Regions from separate parts of the Gossypium hirsutum genome. Here region 1 is linked to region 2. A link is a contact called in public Hi-C data. All regions are on one chromosome and are shown on one strand. Each heading gives the region's core, a stretch centred on a gene start, on an enhancer-like site or on the middle of the called end of the contact. The rest is flanking DNA. Distances are from core to core; before and after follow the strand shown.

Region 1 (5,449 bases), core at 2,813-5,312, 240 kb before region 2:
CTTACAAGGCCGATGAGTGCCAAAAGAATGCCTGGGACATTGGATATTGTGTTGAAAAACTCGGCAATGTAAGATGAGTAAACATAGTTTTTCTCACACCAGTCAGTGGATGTGACAGGACCCCAAAAGCTTGACAATCCATCTTCCATTTTACACTGAATATACCAAAAATGTATGACTGTTCAACTGAGTCACCTTTTGGAAAAATGTTGAGTAACTGTCACAAACCCTGCAATTAGAGTCCACAAAGAACTAAGATTACAGATAACATAAAAATGACAACTACATAAACAAGAAGAACAGTAATTAGCTGAAGGATGCACAATAATTAGCTGAAGGATGCCTTTTTTTTTTATCAATATGAGATATATACAGAAGCTAACTACACCAATTGAGATGAGCACGTAAAGCAACCCTTTTAATAGTTGGCCAAATGACCAAGGGCCCTCGGGCATACCCGCACAGGAAGAAAAAAGGGAAAATAAGAATAGAAAGAATCAAAGCAGTTGATATTCAAGCCTCTAGTTTCCCAAGAGAAAAGTGTTTTCAACAACTCTCAATATAAGGTAAAATCTTTAACATCAGCTTCCGCAGATCCCCACATTAAGGAACTTGTAAATTCTTTTATGCCAGCTATATTCTAGATTCCCTGCATTTATCTGATGCAATTTTAAAGTTACTACTAAATTTCAACCCCTTTTCAACTTATTCAATGGCAGTCTCTTCTATTTCACAGAAATCACCAAAAAATTTGCATCCAAAGCCAGGTATATATCTAGAGTATATGTAACATATAGCAACACTGGAAATACTACCTAGAATCCATGAAAAACCAGCATTCCCCATCATGATTTTCAATTTTCAATACAATAACTATTTTAACTTGGTTTCTAGCTGTCCGTCTCTATTTAGGTCCACTGATTTCTCTGTGAGAAAAGACGACTTCATAATCCACAGCAGTTCAGAAGTAAAGGTAAAACTACTTATCCTCCTATAGATATTATTCTAAAGATGGAATGAACCATAAATTTGACGTCCATGTCCTGTCTAACATTGCTATCTAATATGGAAACAGTGACATCACTACGTAGCACATCCAAGATAATCTAGACAATTCGGCCCATAAACAGACTCCTATAAGCCTGCAAGAACACCGATCTTATCAAATTCCAATAAACTTTAGATACTAAAGCAGATATTTCAACTGCATCTTACTTTAGTTCAAGGGGCCCAACATGAACTCTGAGATCAATGTACTAGTTAGTATTACTACCTATTCGAACCTGTCTATTCAAAAAATTTAACTCAGAGAATAGATGCATTAAACCTCTAGCAAATGAAGAAACATAAGAAATTAACTAATAAATATCCCAATCACCGACCGAAATCCCATTCCTTAAAACCTCCCCTAAACCCTTTTTGACCTAAAGAATCTGGCCAATGCTATCTTCTTTAAGATCCAGAACTTCAAAGTTCATCCAATCTTCAAGCAATGCCTTGAGCATAAGTTCAAAACTGGCCTCAGAATACTGCATATCTCATAAGAACACACCCCCCAACAAAAAAAAAACATATCCAACCTAATCCTCAGGAAAAGATACCCTAAATTTATAGCACTTAAATCCCCTCTTTAAAAACCTAGCATTGCCTATCAATCAGATTCTATTTTATTTTTTCTATCATAAAAAAAAAATCCAACTTTGGCAGCAAAATAGTATTAAAAAAATTATAAATTTAAGAAAATAAAACGTCTCTCAACTATCCATAACATCGTAATGTACTACCCTTGAAAATCCTAAACAAAAAGACAAAACATCCCATTGAAATTTGACCTTACCCTTTAATACCCATTCCTCAAAAAGTAAATCAAAAAGGATTTTCAACAGCAAAATTACTCATATTGTACCATAAGATATGAAACAAAAAAATACAGAAAAAAATGGAAAATGGACATGAAAGTGATATAGAAACTAACCTTTTATAAGAAATCAGATCTGGGGTTTCAAAGATATCAATTAAACCACAGTCTTTTGGAGTATTTTTTGGGTTTCTCTTGGAGTATTTTTTTTTCTTTTTATATAATGTTAATGAAGGGGAAATAAAAAATAAAAAAATAAAAAGATTCGCGAAAGGAGGCTAAAAGATGCGAGTTGGGAAGATGGAATATTGACGGGAAAGGCAAATTGTGAACGTTGGATCAGAATGATGAAGGGTTGAGATTTTTACCCTGTAAGATAGTATCGTACGGTCTATGAGGATTTTGATTGATTAATGATTTACTAAAAGGTATTTCTACTTCCATGAGTTGGCTTCTTCTTATTTTTCATCTAACTAATCTCCCTTTTTTGCTTAACTATTCTAAGTTTGGATTATGATTTCTTTTTATATATATATATTTTTACTTTTATTAGTAGTTATAATTTGACTCTGTGGATACTTTTTCTTTTCTTCTTCAAGAAGAAGTTATATAATTTTTTTAAACGAAAATTTAAGAAGTTGATTATAACCTAATGATTTAAATAATAATAATTAAAATTAATAATAATAAATTGTATTCGAGTGAATAATCAAAATATATAAGAGTCTAGAATAAATTTAGTTAGGGTTGATATTTATAAATTAGAATAAAAACTAAGTCAGAATCAGTTTAGGATTAGAGATGTTCATGAACCAGGTCGGGCTAAGTTTGAGCTGAGTCAAGTAAAAATTTTAGGCCAAGATCGATCTAAATAAAATGCTAAAACTTTAGCCCAGCTTGCCTGTATTAAATTTTTTTGTATTATTATTTTTATATAAGAATAAAATTAAAAATACAATACATTAAATATACTAAAAACATTAAAATAAATATTTTCCAACAAACGAAAATGTTTTTAAAAAAAAAGTATACTTGAATAACATGGTGCAACTTAGTAAACAAATACATCTAAAATAGTAGTAAAATTAATAATAAAACAAAAGTTATATAATATCCAAACAATAACAACAAAATAATAATAATATAATAGCAAAATAATAAAAAAACAATAAAAAGTCGAATCAAGTTAGGCTTAAGACAAAAAAAAGGCTTACCTAAAGCTCAACCCAATTAAAAAACGAGCTTTATTTTTCTTATCCAAATATATTTTTCCTACTTATATTTTGCCCAAACCGTCCCAATTTTTTTAACGAATTTCAGTCCAACTCATGAACAATACTGCTTAAAGTATATAGGTCGTGAAATTAGAATTCAAGATCTCAAAGTTTCCAAGCCTCAACTTTTCTTTTTTCTTTTATTAAAATAACTATTCATGTAGGAATAAGTGGTTATAAGGTTAGAAAACGATTAAGAGAGACTTAATCATAGATGATTGAGAGAGAAAATGCCACAACTGACCTAATGAAAAGGGCTGCAAGCAATCGTCATAGTCAGCGATATCTAATACTTATTGTGACCACATCAATCATCTATTAAATATTTAAATGAAATATTTTGGATAATTTAACAATTAATTTTTAAAATTTTAAATTAATTAAATAAAATGTAAATTTATTAATAATTTAGTGACATTGACATTTTCCCACATAAAATTGATCTTAACTAATAAAAACCAAAAGCTAGAAATAAAAAAAAAACTCAAAAATTAGGTTTTTACTATATTTTGATTTTTAATCATAAAAATAATTAAAATTTTGATTTTTCACTTTTTTGGAATTGTATCGAACAAGTCAATTAGATCAGGACCAATCAAGGTACCAATCAGAAGCAAGGGTTAGATTGTTTAATCCGTGAATTGATCAAATTAACCAGTCAGAGTGGTTGAATCGACTGTAAAATTAGTTGAATCAATTTACTTTATTTTTAATTTTTTTAACAATTTATTCAATTAAATTGGACGAATTGATTGAACCAATCAAAATAAGATTTGATGATCTAATTAATTTGACCATCTATCCGGTTACGAAAACTTTAGAATTTTGATAGTTTTACTTTTAAGGTTTTTTTCCAAAAGAGGATTATTTTTACTTTTTTATCTTTAGTTATTATTTTAATCTTAATTTTTTCTCAAATTAAAAAATCGACCAAGCCGGTTCATGCATCTAAACAAAAATGAAAAGGAAGGGAAAAATGAAGAAACTATAAACTTCAGAGACAAAAACCCTTGTAAATTAAACCCTAAGCAAAACGTTGAAGGACAAAAATGGGGAAGAAGAAAAACCAAAAGCAGCAACCATCAGCCTCAAAAGACGATCTTCTCAATACACTCGGAGACTTCACCAGCAAAGAAAACTGGGATAGCTTCTTTACCATCCGTGGCAGTGATGACTCGTTCGAGTGGTACGCTGAGTGGCCTCAGCTTCGTGACTCACTTCTCCCTCGTATTCAACAACACCCATCACCCTCTTCCCTTTCTCCTTCTTCTTCGTTGCGAATATTGGTGCCTGGTTGTGGCAACTCCCGATTATCGGAGCATTTATACGACGCCGGATTTGGTGATATAACCAATATAGATTTTTCCAAAGTTGTCATCTCCGGCATGCTTCGACGTAATGTAAGGGACCGACCCAACATGCGTTGGCGGGTTATGGACATGACCCAAATGCAGGTTTTTTCTTATTTTCTTAACTTGGGTTGTTTTACTTGTTTAATTTGTTTGAATTTGTTTTCTACTAAGTTTTAATGTTATGGAAGTTTCTCCCTTTGGGGTGCTCAAACGGGGAGTGGCATTTCTTAGCTGAAACTTAACTTATAAAGGTGCATTGGGCACGTTCAATGGTATATACTAAATATCCATCAAATTAAGAATTTATATGCCGTTTTAAACTCTTGAGTTATATTGTGCATCTGGAACAGGGATGATTAGAGATTATTTAGAACTTTATGGTTTTCATCTTACATGATATCAGCTGGAATACTACTGCATTACTGTTATTTATAACATTTATTGAAGTCTGAATTCCTATAACAATATTGTCTCTTGTGATGGAAAGTTTTGAGTCAGATGGACTGATGTCTGTCAACCTATTGCCTTAGTGCTTTGTCAACCTATTGCCTTAGTGCTTATGATGCTTCTTAATGAACGGAGTAATTTTTTTTTAAATGTCCTAGTTCCATAATTTAATGGTTTCCTTTAACATCCCATTTACCTGATATTACTATGTTTACCAGTTCCCAGATGACACTTTCAATGTTGTTCTCGACAAAGGTGGATTGGATGCTTTGATGGAGCCAGAACTTGGCCCTCAGCTAGGGACTAAATATTTGTCAGAGGTGTTGTGGAGTTCTGATTCAGCTTATTTCATATAACATACTATAATTGTCATGGTGGGTTCAAATTTTTTGTTGGATTCACAAGAGTTGCATTTATCCAGGTCAAAAGAGTTTTGAAGTCCAGGGGAAAGTTCATTTGTCTTACCTTGGCAGAATCCCATGTTCTAGGTACTTTGACCTTAATACAAAAAGAAATTT
Region 2 (5,012 bases), core at 862-3,361:
ATTTTTTTTTCTTTTTCCTCCCCCACCCCCTTTTTTTGGCTTGTATTTTTGTTCTAGGAGGCATGGATATGGTGGTATAAGAGCGCAGCCTTGATGTCAAACACTGGAAATTGTTGAGTTAGCATGCAGCACTATATTTACTTGGATTCATGTGTGCGTGATTGATACTAATATTTTTCTAACATGACTGTGTTCAATTTTTCATTTTCATGATTTGGAGAGTTTAGAGGGTATTTGTTTGTGGTTTAGATATATCAAGAAAAATGAAGAGTCGAAGCAATATTTTAGTTATTTTTTTAAACGTGTTTGGAGGGCCTCTAGAGGATATCTAGGACCATGTTCGGAATGTGACGAAGCAGACATTTTTAACCTAATTCTCTAAACTCCAATTGGATGTCACACTGTGCATCATAATTTTTATGTTCTTTATCTAGCTGTGTTCTTTGTTGTTAACTACTCATTTTTAATTAATCTGTAATTTAGCTTCTAATTTGAAAATCATTATCATTTTAATATATGCATTATAGGATAAATCGATCAATTTTCTTAAGTCTCTACCAAACATTTTTCCTTTTTTCATTTGAGTTCCAAAATTTTTGAAACATAATATTTGTCTATGGAAATAATATAATTTTAAGAAAAAATGGCTTTCAAGTTAATAAAAAATTAATAAATGTTTTTTTATCCCAAATATATATTACAATATTTAAAGGATAGTCACTGAATAAATACTAGGGTAGAAGTTATTTCATTTTACAGCTAGGATTAGAAAATCATTTGCATGCCTTCAAATTAAAATTTTAAAATAAATGTACTAACAGTCCAAGTCAGAAAATTTATAGTAAATTTTTTTAGATACAATGTTTAAAACTACTCATTTAACTTTTTTTCAATTCTTAAATGTGAAAATAATGTGTTTTAATATACTTAGAACATTAATTTTTATGCTTAAGACTTAATCAATTAAAGGAGAGAATATAATGATAGAAAAACACCCAAAATAAATTGAAAACAATTGATGGGTTACGTGAGATGTGGATGTGGATGTGGACATTCTGAAAAGTTGATTTGGATATTTCTCAATTGGAATTCCAATTTTTTTTCAGAAAATAGATAAAACCAAACTTCAGAGTAAATGATTTTATGATTGGACTGGAAAGTAACGGTTCTGAGATGTCAAGTGGTTAGGATTTATAAAAACCAAATTTCTCTCTCTAATTTTAAAAAATAAAATAATATTAAATCAATTATTAAGTAATACTAAATGCTTTGCTTTGTCGAAGAGCCGTAGATGCAATATTAAGAGGCACTTCAAAGATTTGTATGTTTACCTACTAAGTAAGGTTAATATTTATCAGTTAATTTGTAATCTTTGTATGCGTATTTGACTTTCCAGAATGCATAAGTATTCAAATCCTTTTGAGCATTATACTTTTATAAAAAGGAATAATTCCCAAATTTCTTTTAAAATATAAATAATATGTTAATTATATATATGAATATAGGATTTATTTGATTAGTCAATAAAATTTTTTTGACTAATTGAAAGCTCGTCTTTTCAATAATTTACTTTTTCTAAATATGTTTAAGATAAGAACTACCTCATAGGATTTTTCAATAAAAATATTGAAAATGATAGATAAATAAAAGTTATTTTGTCACTTAATAAAAATATGTTAAGTTTATTTTATTTATTTATTTATTTATTTATTTATTTTAGTCTAAGACTACTTTCAATATTTGACTACTCTTTATTTATTTTTCATTCCCATTTTGTTGAATAATTTTTTTTTGCTAAACATATCCATATAATTTATATAATTCAAATTCAATATTTAATTTCTAACTTATCAAATATTACGTAAATCTTTGTATTTTAATTTGATATTTTTTTAATTTATAAAATTTAAAATTTTAATTCTGATCCAATTATCGTTATTGTCTTGTTCGGTTACTAAATAATAAAATAAAGAAAAATTCTTATTTATTACATATATACTATAATAACTAGACATAAAATAAAAAAATAATTAGTATAAATTTAAAGTAGAAACTGGTAAAATAAGTAAAAACTCATGTAAAAAATATGACCTCTACAAAATAAAAAGAAGAAAAACTTTTTAGCTCAAAAACGTGATGAACAAATAATACTGACATCAAACATAGCATATATGTATAATACTATGTTAGTTTACTATTTTTACGTAATACTAAAAATAATTTTAAAAAATTTGTTATTATTATATCTGATTTTTTTAATACAATATTTAAAATTACTCCTAATCTATTTTTAAAATAATATATTTTAACATACTCAAATTTATATTTTTCTACACTAATAAATATTTATGACAATCGAGTTAACACGTGTCTTACTAAATGTTAAATTATTAATGAAGTTTATATCAATTTCGTAATTAAAAAGGAAAATAAAACAAAGCTTAATAAAGGTTTCGAGTTTATAAGGGAAACTTGTGTTCTAATCCTTCCAAACAAATTTTCCTTTCACTTTCATCCCCCCACAAAATATCATTTTCCTTCCTAATCTCCCTTTCTTCCTTCCCTCTCCACACAACCAATAATTTCTCTCTTTTTCTCTTAATTTATTGTCATTTTTTTCTTCTAAATTTCATCTCAATTTTTGCAAAACTTAACTAATGAACAAATTTCCCTCATAATTGGCAAAGAAATCTTTTCCAATTCCCCCCCCCCGCAAGATGCGTTGCAGTTATGGATTGACAGCGATACCGGGGACAGACGCCCGGTTCTTTTCGCCGGAAACTTCCTTCCTCCAGTTACGTAGAACGTTCCAACCGACCCGGATTAAATTTGGGTTGTTCAAAATCAAGGCGAAAATCGACGAAGCGAGGAAAGAGATGAGTTTTTATGAGTTACTGGGGATATCAGAAAGGGGTACTTCGTTGGAGATAAAACAAGCGTATAAGCAGCTAGCTAGGAAGTACCACCCGGATGTTTCGCCGCCGGATCGGGTCGAGGAGTATACGGAGCGGTTTATACGGGTCCAGGAAGCTTATGAGACTTTGTCGGATCCAAGGAGGAGGGCTTTGTATGATAAGGATTTAGCTTTGGGGATTCACCTTGCTTTCTCTGCTAGACGACGTTATCAATACGATGAGGTATTCTTCTTTTATTTTCTATTCTATTTTTCTTATTAATTTTAACTTTGGTTTTTTTTTAAATGTTTTTGGGAGCTTTATTTATCTGGGTTTTATTTGTTTTGCTCTTGAAATAGGTTTTTGATCAATTATTTTTCTTTTCACTTTTTATTATGGGAATTTCCAACCTTTTTTTTGTTCTATTCCATGAATCTAATTTCTTTCTCCAAGATTTGAACTTTGGTAGCTTTTAAGTTGGAATTTCAAATTGTAATAATTTTGATGTCTATTTTGGGTATTGGATTGATGGTTTGACAAACTTTTCAATTTATATTGTAGTTGGGATTGGTTGAAATTTAGTATATTTTGTCTGTTGAAATTGAGAGAAACATATGGAAATTTGGTCCTTTCCAATATAATTAGAACATAGAAAAAATTATTGTATTTCCTAAAGCTTCAAGGGTATTGAAGTGTAGACTAGGTACATCTTTTAGAAAATTGGTTTATGAAAATTCAACTTATTTTTTCAGAAAATTGACAGTCTATTGGTTGGATCATCCACTTTAATATAAATTTTGTCGGCGGTTGTTTTTTTTCTGCAAATTTCTATTGATATAAAAAGGATTGAACAATACTTAGGATTTCTTTTTTTATGCTTTGCTTTAAAGTGGGATTGAACTCAATTCATAGGGGATCTATGGTGCTTAAAGCTTAAGACATTTTCCGGAAGAAATGGGTTAATTTTTCGTTGACCAAGTTGTCTCTCTTGAAAGAAATACTAGTGAACGAGGACATCGTTTCTAGAAGTCATTTTCTGCAAAACTAATGGACACTTATAGTGTTTAATGTGTTCATTATGTCTTTGAGTCTAAGCTGTTAGTTCGACTTCCGTTTCCTTCTTGACACCATACCGATTAAGTTCCTGTATAGTTAGTTACCTGGAGTTTTCGTATGCTTTGCAATACGATGAAACTGCCTTTGTTAGCTCCCTTGTCTTTGCAAATGTGAATGATGGTTAACTAGTCCTCCTCCTTTGCTTTGGTACTTATTAGTTGTTTCTTGGTGCATCATTTTCAAACATTTCCTTAACTTTGATAGCTTTCATATGAGCGAGATGTGATTGCCACACTTGTATGCTTTAAAAGTCTCGGGTTCAAACATGGGCAGCTGCCATTCTCCCTCAATTTGCCATGGTTATTAGAGCAAAGCAGAGAGACCTCATTTGTTGCTTTCCTTGCCAATAGGATTTGCTGCTTGTGACTAAATACCGTTAATGATGAAGTCCTTCGGTTTTGTCTGGTCCCTTAATTATACTGTATGATATTTGGCAAATCTTAAGCTTTTGTTATCTTCTTCTGAACCTTGGATTGTTTTCTGATGAAAGTTGCTTTCCTTCTAGCCTGTAATAATTTGTTTCAGGGCTGACAAATACGCATAACTGTTTAGAGTCTTTCGACGTTCCTGCGTTACTGTCATATTTTCTCGTCCGTTGAGAGAATCCATTACGTTTTTGCTTTAAATTCTTACATTTTCTTCACAACCAGGATCTAGAAGATCGGAGCGAGTGGAAAAATAGATGGCAATCTCAGCTATCAGAGCTGAAGAGAAGAAGCAGGAACAGGGATGCCGGAGGAAACATGTCATGGGGAGCTCGAATGCGTAGGCAAAGGGAAGAATTATCTAAAGAACTATAAAACAGAATTTCCCTTTCAACCTCTGTTCATACAAAACATGAAACGCCTTCTGCTAGCTTTTTTGGCTTTCTCTTGTATACATATAGCATTGCTCAAAATATGACTTCCAATGCTAATTTTAGGACTTGTCTTCTAGTATGTACATAAAATCTATCAGAGTTTGACTTGCTCGTCTTAAATTTTACTTTGCTCATATTTTGGT

The links. A called contact is a pair of places that touch in the nucleus more often than the background predicts.
Region 1: a contact with region 2 is called in a Hi-C map of leaf, with 2.2 times the contacts expected there. The contact joins the promoter of LOC107935986 here to the promoter of LOC107939145 in region 2. A contact is called at or near these places in 2 of 34 Hi-C or Micro-C datasets (both in leaf).

What each region holds. Positions count from the first base shown.
Region 1 is chrA02:2,584,933-2,590,381 of Gossypium_hirsutum_v2.1, reverse strand. LOC107935986 (eEF1A lysine and N-terminal methyltransferase) reads left to right here and starts at 4,062. Exons shown (of 16, transcript XM_016868625.2): 1 at 4,062-4,586; 2 at 5,150-5,251; 3 at 5,353-5,419. The coding sequence starts at 4,182. It overlaps LOC107935994 (alkaline ceramidase), which reads right to left and starts at 2,251. Exons shown (of 3, transcript XM_016868634.2): 1 at 1,976-2,251; 2 at 1-229. The coding sequence starts at 149.
Region 2 is chrA02:2,347,757-2,352,768 of Gossypium_hirsutum_v2.1, reverse strand. It overlaps LOC107939145 (chaperone protein dnaJ 20, chloroplastic), which reads left to right and starts at 2,111. Exons shown (of 2, transcript XM_016872425.2): 1 at 2,111-3,137; 2 at 4,661-5,012. The coding sequence starts at 2,718. The coding sequence ends at 4,810. It overlaps LOC107939141 (serine/arginine repetitive matrix protein 2), which reads left to right. Exons shown (of 10, transcript XR_001695064.2): 10 at 1-429.